2 separate regions of the Rattus norvegicus genome follow, and region 1 is linked to region 2. Evidence: chromatin contacts called from public Hi-C data. All regions are on one chromosome and are shown on one strand. The core of a region is the stretch at or near the end of the contact, and the rest is flanking DNA. Distances in the headings are between cores, read along the strand shown.

The links. Hi-C and Micro-C count contacts between places; a contact is called where the count stands out from the background.
Region 1: a Hi-C map of prefrontal cortex shows a contact between it and region 2, with 5 times the contacts expected there. The contact joins the enhancer-like site here to the promoter of Hivep2 in region 2. A contact is called at or near these places in 6 of 12 Hi-C or Micro-C datasets (the A7r5 cell line, the Rat2 cell line, Schwann cells and 3 more) and 1 of 1 datasets of contacts at active chromatin or transcription factors (oligodendrocytes).

What each region holds. Positions count from the first base shown.
Region 1 is chr1:10,556,144-10,561,248 of GRCr8, reverse strand. No RefSeq gene overlaps it. Among named protein-coding and RNA genes, the nearest start is that of C1h3orf38, 53 kb to the right of the region's middle. Within about 2 kb of position 2,583, at least 24 of the 93 cell types and tissues checked have an H3K27ac peak or open chromatin away from gene starts, as enhancers often do. A contact at or near this core is called in prefrontal cortex, where this site is marked.
Region 2 is chr1:10,177,647-10,183,057 of GRCr8, reverse strand. Hivep2 (HIVEP zinc finger 2) reads right to left here and starts at 3,656. Exons shown (of 9, transcript NM_024137.1): 1 at 3,426-3,656.

The sequences.
Region 1 (5,105 bases), core at 1,334-3,833, 380 kb before region 2:
ACTCTAGACTGAAGGCTTTTGAAATTCTAGGAAGAAGCCTCAGAGAACCTTCTGGAAAAAAAGACAACACAAGGTAGAAGAAAGATATGAACTCTAAGTAAAAATGGTTTCATAGTTTTTGTAGAGACTTTAGTCATCTGGGGTGGAAAATTTTGAGAAATATATGGCAACTTGTAGCCAGAAAGAGTTGAGCCAAATTTAAGTCATTCCACATCTTACAAAGAGACATTTTGTAGCACACAGAGATCATACTGTGTTTTTTGGAAGTGGGTCCCCAAACAGTATAAAATAAGAAGAAATAGACATGGGAAAGGGGGGGTGGGGGGACACTGTAACAATACGATGGCAAACAAGAGGCGGCAGGCATGTAGGCAAAGGGCCAAGAGGAGGAATTCCAAAGCAAGTACAGTTACTTCTTGGGATGGAGCTGAGCATGAACACAGAGCTTCATGAAGGTTCGGAAGCAGTAAGCCACGTGCTAGCTTAGAGAAAATCTGGACTGTGATTTAAAGCAGGTATTTGTGCACTGTATAATAGTCCTCAAGGTAGGACTGAAGATTGTAACTGGAGGGTAATCACTGGCAGTGGGCCAATGGCCCCATGACGCTCAGTCCAGAAGGAAGGGTAGACCTGGAAGTAATGAGGAAAAGGACTGACTAGTTTGAGAACAGGAAGGATGCCCAGGTGACTGGTACGTGATCGTTCAAGACTTTTTTCTTTCTCTTGCTGCTACATATATCCTGGAATGGCTGGAGGCGCTTACTTATTGAGTGGCAAACTTTCTGTCTTCCTCTCCTTTTCTGGTAAAATGTACCAACTGGAAGGAACCATAAGATGCCCATTTTGTGGACCAAACAGCATTCTAGGTATGTCTGTGACAGATTTTTAGGAAAAAAGAGCAATTAAATTGGAAGAAACAGGGGGGAGGGGCATTTCACTGCTCTTCCTCCTACCAGCTGCTGACCTGACCAAGCACGAAGAAAAGAGAGCATGAATCTGTACTCTGCCCAGTGACTGGGAACATAGGCCTTCTTCTGGTTCTCAGGCCTTTAGATTCAGACTACAACTCTATCCTTCGTTGTCAGACCTCCCAACCGTACCACCAGTTGTACTGAGTCTCTAGCTTGTGCCTGAGAGAGATCATGGGACTTCTTGGCCTCCATCATCATGTGGGCTAGTATCTTCTGACAAATATACATATATGTACAGATATAATATATTCTATTATGCATACCTACAATGTACATATATCATGAATCTATGACACTGGTGTCCTGTTTGTTCTGTTTCTCTGAAAACATATCTTCTGCGCTGCATTTTTCCTTTGCAAGCATGGCAATATCTACCCCGGGAGCTGTGAACAGAAACAGGGTAGGGCTCAAAGCTCATGATCCCCTAATACACTTGGACCAGGCCCTTGATGCACTAGCAGAATCTCCAAGGCCCTTCACATCCTCATCTCAATCCCCGTCTTCCACATCACTAAGTCTAAGTGCATGTCTGATGCTCAGTAAACGTTCCCCTCAAATGATAAAGTTGTTCCTTTTTGCAAAGTTCTCATGTGGGAGTCCATTCACTGAATAAAAGATGTGTGCCTGGGTTGCAAGAATTTAAACGTTACCATCTTCTTCTGGAGGTGCGGGTTTTCCTTTAAATCCGCATGCATTATTCATCAGCTTTAATTCTGTTGTGTTGACCTAGAATTTCATGGCCCTGCAGTGCTGCCGCATACCAAGCATCTTCTAGGAATGAAAGTCTGTCTGAAGCTTCAAATCACATAGAGGCCACTGTATCTCTATTTCCTGGTGCATCGTGTGACAACCCCTCATAAGCCCTCCATAAAGCCATCTCCTCTCTCCTGGAGGAACTTCATCTGCCAGCCCTGCTCTGAGCGCAGAATACATTCCTTCCCTGGAAATGCATGCTTAAATATTTAATGCAAGTATGAATCTGAAGAGCTTCTGGCAGCTGCAGGAAAGGGAGCTGATGGGAAGGGGAAAACAAACTTCATTCGAGAGGATTAAATGAGCTGAAAAATGGCCTTGGTGGTATTCTATAACTCTATAGTAAACAAACCCTGGAGATGCAAAAACAAAAACAAAAAACAAACAAACAAACAAACAAAAAACACATGGAATGCTTGTCCCACGCAAGAGAGTGAACACAGTACAGAATATTCAGGAGGTTCCAGTCTGAAGTAAAATCCAAGCGAGGACAGTGCCAACCTCTGTCTACAGCCTCTCTTATAAATCAGCTCTGCCTCTAGGGAAGACAGATGGCTTAGTATCTAACACAGACATAACCACAACCCGAGCTGAGGGAGACCCGCCAGGAGCCAAAGAAAAAGAGCGCCTTAGAGAAAAGATAAATTGGGCTCTCTTTAAACCCCACCGAAGCTGTTCCTCTGGCAACTCCAGGTACAGCAGGGGGCAGCAGCATCTTCCAACACACAGGCCACCAGCTGTACAACCTTGGCAAGACAGCCTGTAACCGCAGCCATGTGATGCTGTGTCATTAACTCAAGCCCTCGAGCCCCAGGGTCTTCCAGACTGTGTGCAGGCATGGCCGGAGTCTTTTGAAGGTTGAGAGCATCTGCATTCCAGTGCTGTGTCGGAGCAGGGAATGTTAGTCAGCTTTCCTCAGCACAGAAAGTACCAGACTTCTTCCCTGCCAACTTATAAATAAATGATGTAGGCAGGACACACAGGGTCACGGCTACCCAGGCTAAAGGCTCATGCACTTCTGTTTCCAGGAAAGTCAGAATGAAATAACAGAGCCCTGAAAGCACTAGGAGCTCTTCAAAGCCAGGAAAAACCAGTGGGGTCAGGACAGCTCAGAGGACTGATCTCAGTGACCACTTAAAGCAAGCCTCTCATGCATAAGTCATCTCTTTTTCTGTGGTTCATTTTGATTAACCTGCCTTGTGCATATAGGACATCTCGTACACCAAGAGAGTCCATGTTTAGAATTGGCTTTGTGGGGGTTTGTACTTCAACACTTTTAGAGATAGAATAAATCTCAGGTGAGACAAAATAATGCCCCGAGATAGATGGTAGAGTATCAAATAGTCCTTCTTCAAAAGACATCTAGGAACCCATCACATATAGACAGACACATTCTGAGATCTCCACTCCTGGATCCAGATTTTAAACTTGATACGTGAGTCTTCATTCTCTGATAGTCTCAGTTATTTTAAGTTTTATAGCTGATATAGGAAGCTGCTCACCATGATGAGAATGTTTCTCTAAGAAACCTCAGGTTCACTACAGGTAACTAAGGAAGTACATGTTTGGAGAGCAAAGCTTTTAAATAGTGAGCAACCCATACCTTATGAACGTCATCTTATTAATTGCCATGGTGTGATACATGGAATCAACACGCTGTTCTGAATCTCATGTCACTTATGATATTGGTTTTATTAGATCCTTGTATGATACTATGGATTGAAATGTATTTTTATGTGATATGGTCCCAGCTCTTAAGCAGTTTGCACTCTGACAATACAGTTGTCACATGCGAAGGATCATTATACAATGAAGAAGATGCTCCTTGAGGAGAGGCATATAGGTCAATCTTTTGGGGGGAAGAAGCACCATAATTTTCATGAAGGATATTCATGTTGATGCTGTGGTCTGAGTATGCATGTCCTCCAAGAAGTCATATGATCACATTCTACCCATGAAGATGGTATCACTTTAGTCTGTGGTAAATAATTAGGTCAAGGGTGAGGAGTCTCACTAATAAGGCCATGATCTCTATAATGAGGCTTCAGCAGCACATTTATTACTTTGTGAAAATATTAAGAAAATGGTGGTCAATAACCCCCAAAGATGGCCCTCATTGGTACCACCAAGGTTGGCACTTTGCCCTTAGACTTCTCAACACCCAGACCTGTGCCTTCACTTTCACCAGCATCAAACTTATTTTTGAGCATAGTGTCACAGCCATCTCCATATTCTGCTGCTGGGACTTGCATGCTATAATGAGCTATCACCCAGGATGATGATCCAAATAAAACATTTCTCCCTTAAGTTGCTTTGGTCTGAATAAGTTGCCATAGCAACCAGAAAAGAAACCAAGGTGGAACTTGGTACCAAGAAACGGGGCCATTGCTATGCTAAACTGAACCAAAGGTCCAAAGGACAATAAAGTCTTTTGAAACTGCTTTGTGGGAGGAGTTTGGAACTTGAGACTGGAAATTCTGAGCATTCTAAAAGTATTTGAATGAAGAAAGCAGAGATTATTAGGCCGTTCTACGTGGAGCCTTCTCGACAGTGATGTTGAGAGAGACAGGACCAGTGTATGGAGCTCATACACAGATCTTGGACATGAGTCTACAGATAATCCCCTAAGCAAGCCTAAAAGGTGGGGTCCTCAGCCTAGCAGCATATTGCCTAGAGACAGATGTGGTCCTAACAGGTAGATGAACACATGTGTTCAAATGGAATGGATTTGGACATTATGAAGCCATACACTTATAAAGATTTTTCCTAGGTCTTTCGGATCATAGCATGCAGGAATATATATGTTGGGTCCACCTGTGTTCTTGATGTGCATGCATATTTTATGTGCATGCATACATTATGCTAGTTGATTTCTCATCAGTACTAATAAGACTAAGGAATTGGCATGTATCTAGTAAAACATTATATCTGAGTATGTTTGTGTAGGTAGGTATATCCAGAATAGAATATTCTCTCTCTGTCTTTCTTTCCTTCTCTCCATGTGCATATACTTGCATGTCTCCATGTGTCTCTTGCATGCCTGTCCATCACTATATTGGCAAAAGTAATTGAATTATAGGCGTAAACTCTTTAACTTCATATATATATATATATATGTAATTCTATTCCTAAAACATGAGCAAGGTCTCTTTTAGAAAAAGAAAGACATGCAAACTTATGCAAATTATGCAAAATTAATAAATAAAAACTTGTCTAGTTGCTTCAGTACTTCTTCAAAGAATGCTAAAATGGGAATTTAGTAAGATCATAACAGTGACATATAAACATTTGCCGTTCCCTGACTTCCTAAGGACAGGAATTGATTGGAAGACTAGTTTTAACGGCTACAAGATATTAGGTGTAATGCGTTTCCACGCCTTT
Region 2 (5,411 bases), core at 2,407-4,906:
GCAAATACTAATTTTCAAGCTCTTTAAGTTTTACCATGACACCAAGGGAGCACTCCTCCATTGTGACATCAGGAACCAATAAGAAAGTAATACCATTTCTCAGACATTTCCTTCAAGCACGTACAACTGTGTTACCATAAAAGCCTCCCTGCTGTTTTTACTACTCTGCGTCCACTCACAGCTTCATAGAAAAGGCCTTATGTATTTATCAGCATCCCTTCAGGGATTAAAACAAACCCACTTAACCTTCAGGGTTTGAGGTTCCAGATGAAACTCCAGGAAGCAGAGTTAGCAACCTTCCTCTGCTCCATTCTCTGATGACACTCTAAACATCACAACACTGACATACCAAGGTGTAGTCAAACCATGGACTCGGGGCGAATCCACAGGAAACTCCCTAACTGAGAAGTCCACCGCTGAAATGTTCAAGTAGACGTCCACAGAAGAGCCACTTCTCCACCCACAGGACTGCTGTAAAGGACTAACACATAATACAACGATCTCCCTGGGTTGGTGTGAACTAAAGTGTGAAAACTGTGTGACAGCCAACAGGAGAGCAAACCTTTCGTCCCACAGCCATGGGTCCAAATGTTCTTACCACTTTCCTCTTATTATAATCGTCACCATGCCAGAGGTTTCAATTACTTCACATGTAATACTGGACTACATTTTCACCATGCCAAATATTCTCTACTCATCTTTTCCTAGGTTGAAGTTTTCAAACTAAACTCTGCTAATTACTGGTACCAAGTCAAGAACTGAAAAGAAACAGAAATAGCAAACTTATTATCTGTCGTTGTGGCTGAAATAAAATCCTTAGCATGTACATACACATACAAACACACACACACACACACACACACACACACACACACACACACACACACACACCACTGCCAAAGTATAAATTCATCATTTAGGGAATAAGCATAAGGCACTCAATCTGATTTCTGAATAATGTCACAGTGCCAACAGTTCAAGCCCACACATGCACCATTATTCTCCAAGGCACGCCTGCATATATGTTGCCCTCTGTTTTGTTTCATAGTAACAAGAATATCTGTAAACACATCCCAGGGAAAAGGAGCTGATCAATCAAAAGATTCTGCTAGGTAATCTTTCAACACAGTAAACAGGACCCTCTCCTTATGTCATATGTTACCGGAAATAAATTCTTGCCGAACATACTACAGAAGTATTTTTTCTACGTCCCCTGCCCCATCTAACCAATTAAAATATAATCTTTTATTTATAATATATAGATAGTACATGTTCTAAGTATGTGCTATCATTAATATTAACTAACACCCTCCCTAACTTTCCCCAATCAATTTTCATCTATTTAATTTTAAGCAACTTTAAATACATAAATATTAGCTGCTACTCATACGGAGTCTACTAAAATGCCATCACTGAAACAAACTACAGATGCCAATAAGCAATTCTGTGTTAAGACCCACCTCTTCTCAAAGCAACAAAGTATCTCAGATAATTTTCAAGAGTCAGCCCTGTAATACATAGTATTTGTTTTCCTGTAAATGAGAACTCTACTGCCCAATTCACGCCTAGTGGTCGAAGAGATTATGACACATGAAGCACACTGTCATTCTGTGGCTACTGACAACTCCCTGCCTGCTCCAACTAAAAATGCAGTTGTAATCTGATACTATGACTCCTCAGAGCTCCACCAGAATTTTCTCTTAGCAATAAAAAAATGACTTCCACCTTATTCACATGCACGGCATTCCAGTTTTAATAAACTGCCGGCCCGCCATCCCAAAATTCAAACCGGGCATGCTCATTATACAATCCTCTTGGGTAATTCGTAACACTGTATTTTGGCGTGCTTATAGGACAAATAAGCAAGCGGGCATTCACACATCCTAGCACGTATGTATGTAACGATACATGAACATACGTAAAACAACTTGGTTTGCTCAAGGGCAAATGGGATCCTTATCACTAGAAGAAATGGGTCTAATAAAGTTCCCTGGCCTTTTGCTAGGCAGAGAGAGATCACTGAAATTTTTATTAATATCGATCTTATTAATACTTCAAGTAATTTCTAGGTTTGATCATTCACGCAAAAGAAACTGTTGAAGAGAAAAAAAAAAAAACAACAGCCCTGATGAGGGCTGAGTTGGCAAAAACAGCAACAACAACAACGACGACGACGACGACGAAAACAAGATATATACAAAAACAGCCCTCCTGTGAATTACTGAAGTCTTGCTTTGAGAGTGCAAGAAAGTACCTGTATAGTATTTTTTTAATAATTTGGAGTTATTTTTAAAATGGCAGAAAAGGAAAGAAGAAAAAAAATCAGTTCAATTTTCCTATTATAATGAAAGGACCGGAAGCAAGCCTCTCTGTGTTCATTTTAGGCCTAAATAACTGTGCAGAGCATAAGGGTTTTGCAATGTCAGTTGCACACACAGCTTCCTGTGTGAATTCTAAGCCATTACAGGTGTTCTGGGGTTTCCAGTGTAACCTATTATCAAGAGATTCCTCTGGTCCCTTCTATGCTAGCCCCTCTGCCCTCAGCCCAAGCACGTTACTGCGGGTCTCCTCCTGGCGTCTGTGTTACAGACCCTTTCTCTTCCCTGTGCCTCCGGAGGTGAGAGCGCCCACTTTCCCTAGGCGACGCAAGTCAAAAGCTTTCGCATTCAGAGGACTAGTTCCTGCAGTCCTTTGCACTTAGATGCTTTCAAGTAGGCGAGTGAGGCGAGCCACTGCAAGAAACGCTCCTTCCCCTCGGTCTCTTCCCCCCGCTAGAAGCTGCATCCCTGCAGCACAACATCCAGAGACCCTCTCCGACCTTCTAGCCTCCACACAAACTGAGCTTAGAGGGTTGGGGTCGCATTTTCTCCCGTCCTCTGCTGCACTGGGTATGTTATGTAAGAGGGACAGGACGCGGGAGGCACATGCGTATAAAGCGCACCGATCTGTGATAACAGCTGGGATGGCAAGGCTAATCTGGAGTCGTACCCCCACCAAATACGACAGACAAATCACCCCCACCATACACACACACACACACACACACACACACACACACACACACACACACACGCACGCACGCACATATAGAAGCTATGTTTTCCTGTCTTAGCCCTACCAGCACCAGACGCACAGAATGGAAAGGAGGGGGTTGGGGGTGAAGGGAGGTGAGAGGTGCGGCGGCAGCAGCACATCTGCTTTGATAGCAGCCAGCAGAGCCGCCGCGGCAGAGAGCCCCTCGTTAACCCCCTTCCTGTGGCTGCACCACGTCATGGAACATTCCCGGAACGGGCCAACGTTCCACCCACTTCAGGGAACAGACATAAAGGCGCAGACCCAGCTCCTCGCGGTGCACTGCCCAAACACACATGTTTCTTCCCGATCCCCCGACCAGAAGCACAAACAAGCATGCAATCCGCCCCCACCCGTCTCCACGCGCCGGGGGCCAGCCGGCGGCGGCTGGAACTGCTCTGCGGCCGGTGCACCCGCAAGGCGAGGGCGCCTCCGCCTGAACCTTCCATGGAGACAGTCCCCTCCTTCTTCGCTTCCTTCCTTCCTTCTCTCCTTCCTTCCTTCCTCGCTCCGGAGGAGAAAGGAGTCACCGAATTGCCCAGCGCCAGCGCCTCCGCCGCGCTCGCTCGGCCGCAGGCCGGCGGCCCGGCCCTTGCGGTCCGCTCGCCCGCTCGCCCGCTCGCCCGCCCGCGCCGCCCCCAGCCCCGCGCCGCGCCCCCTCCCCCGCTACCTGACAACGGGCCGCCGGCCGCGGCAGCCGCAGCGGTGGCCGGGCGGTGCGCGCCGGTGCACGTCCCTCATTAGTAACCAGGCACATTCCTGCCTCCAGCGCTCCCGCGCGGCCCCCTCCCCCCCCAGGACATTACGCAAAGCAGCCTCCCCTCATCTGCATAGAACCTCGGCCAGGGTATTCCCCGCATTTCCCAATGCGCCCGACCCCCCTTGCCTAGGTCTCCCCCATCCCCGCCCCCTCCGACCCTTACCCCTGGGCCACCGGGAAAGCGGCCGGGGGCGCGCGCCACGGAGGGGGCGATGGAGTTGGGAGAAGGCGATTTCAGGGTAAAGTGAAACAAGCTCGATCTCTGGTGCAGGCAGGAAAAACACGGCACCGAGGCCACTTACCGAGCCGAGAAGGGACCTAGATTCCCGCCGCTCTGCTCTGCCGGCGGCCGGTGCGCCCTCCACGCACCCCAGGGCTGCACCCAGTACCCAAGAGTCGAGGCGTGGAGGGAGGCTGCTACCCAGCCAGGAGACCTTTCAAGTTGCTCGAGCTCCGGCAAGCTTCAATGTCCAAGACTCAACTTGGCAAATACTTGTGCCACAGTCACCGAAGATGTCTTTTTTTTTTCTTTTTCCTTTTTCTTTCTCTTTTTGAGGAGACCCTCCTCCACCGGGGAGAGACAGCGCACGGCGGCGCCCCGCTCTCCAGCTCTCCACCCCCTCACCTCCAGCCCGCCTCCCGCCGGCCGCCAGCCTCCCGGCCGCGAGCCCCTCGGGCGGCTGTCAGCTCCCGGCAGTCCGGGTGACAGCGGCCGAAGGAGGGCGCGACGCGGCGGGCGGTGGGGGGGATCCTCGCAGCCGCGGCGGCCGCTCACCTGTAAAGTCACAGCAGCGCAGGAGGAGGAAGAGGAGGGAGAGGAGGAGGGGAGGAAAGCCCCCCGATGCCCTTGTTCTTGCTGCCGCGGCCGCTCCTCGCCCAGGCTGAGCGTGTCTGGTGGGGGGTGTCTGGTAGCATTTCCTTAAGGACAGAGGGAGGGCGGGCGCGGAGGGAGGGAGGAGGGAGGGAGGCGATCCCCACCGCCAGCCCAGGCTCCTCTTGCCTTTATTTATATATTTATTTATTTTCGGACACTGTTAGGAGATGGAGCCAGGGCGGGGGCCAGGGCGGCCAAGCTGGGGCTCGAGCCGCCGGGACCCGGGCCGCAGTTTGTCGGCGTGAGGGAGCCGCAGCGGCCGCCTCCCCTCCGGGCTGTGGACGCACCGGGTTATTCCTGGCAGCGCCTCCCCGAACAGAAGTTACTAGGAGGAGTGCGCGGCGAGGGCGGGCGGGGGAGAGGCGAGGGAAGGGAGGGAGGAAGAGGGAGAGACTCAGCCAGCGACGTCATCGGATCCCCCAGCGCGTCCCTGGGAGGGAGGCTGAACCAGAAAAACCAGTCTGGAGCCGGCCAGCGGGCGAAGGATGTGCGGTGCGCCCAGCGACCCGGACTGGCCCCGCTGCCCCGCTGCGGGTGCGCGGGTAGGGAAGGTCGCGGTCGCCCTTCCTTCCCTCGGAGCCGAGATCTCCCCTGAGAGCGGGTATCAGCTTGCCACGCAGAAACACTGGGACGTCTGAGCAGTCTGAGAATTTCCTACTAGGGTGTGGAAACCTCCGTGCCCATCCCCTTCCCTCTCTACCCCTC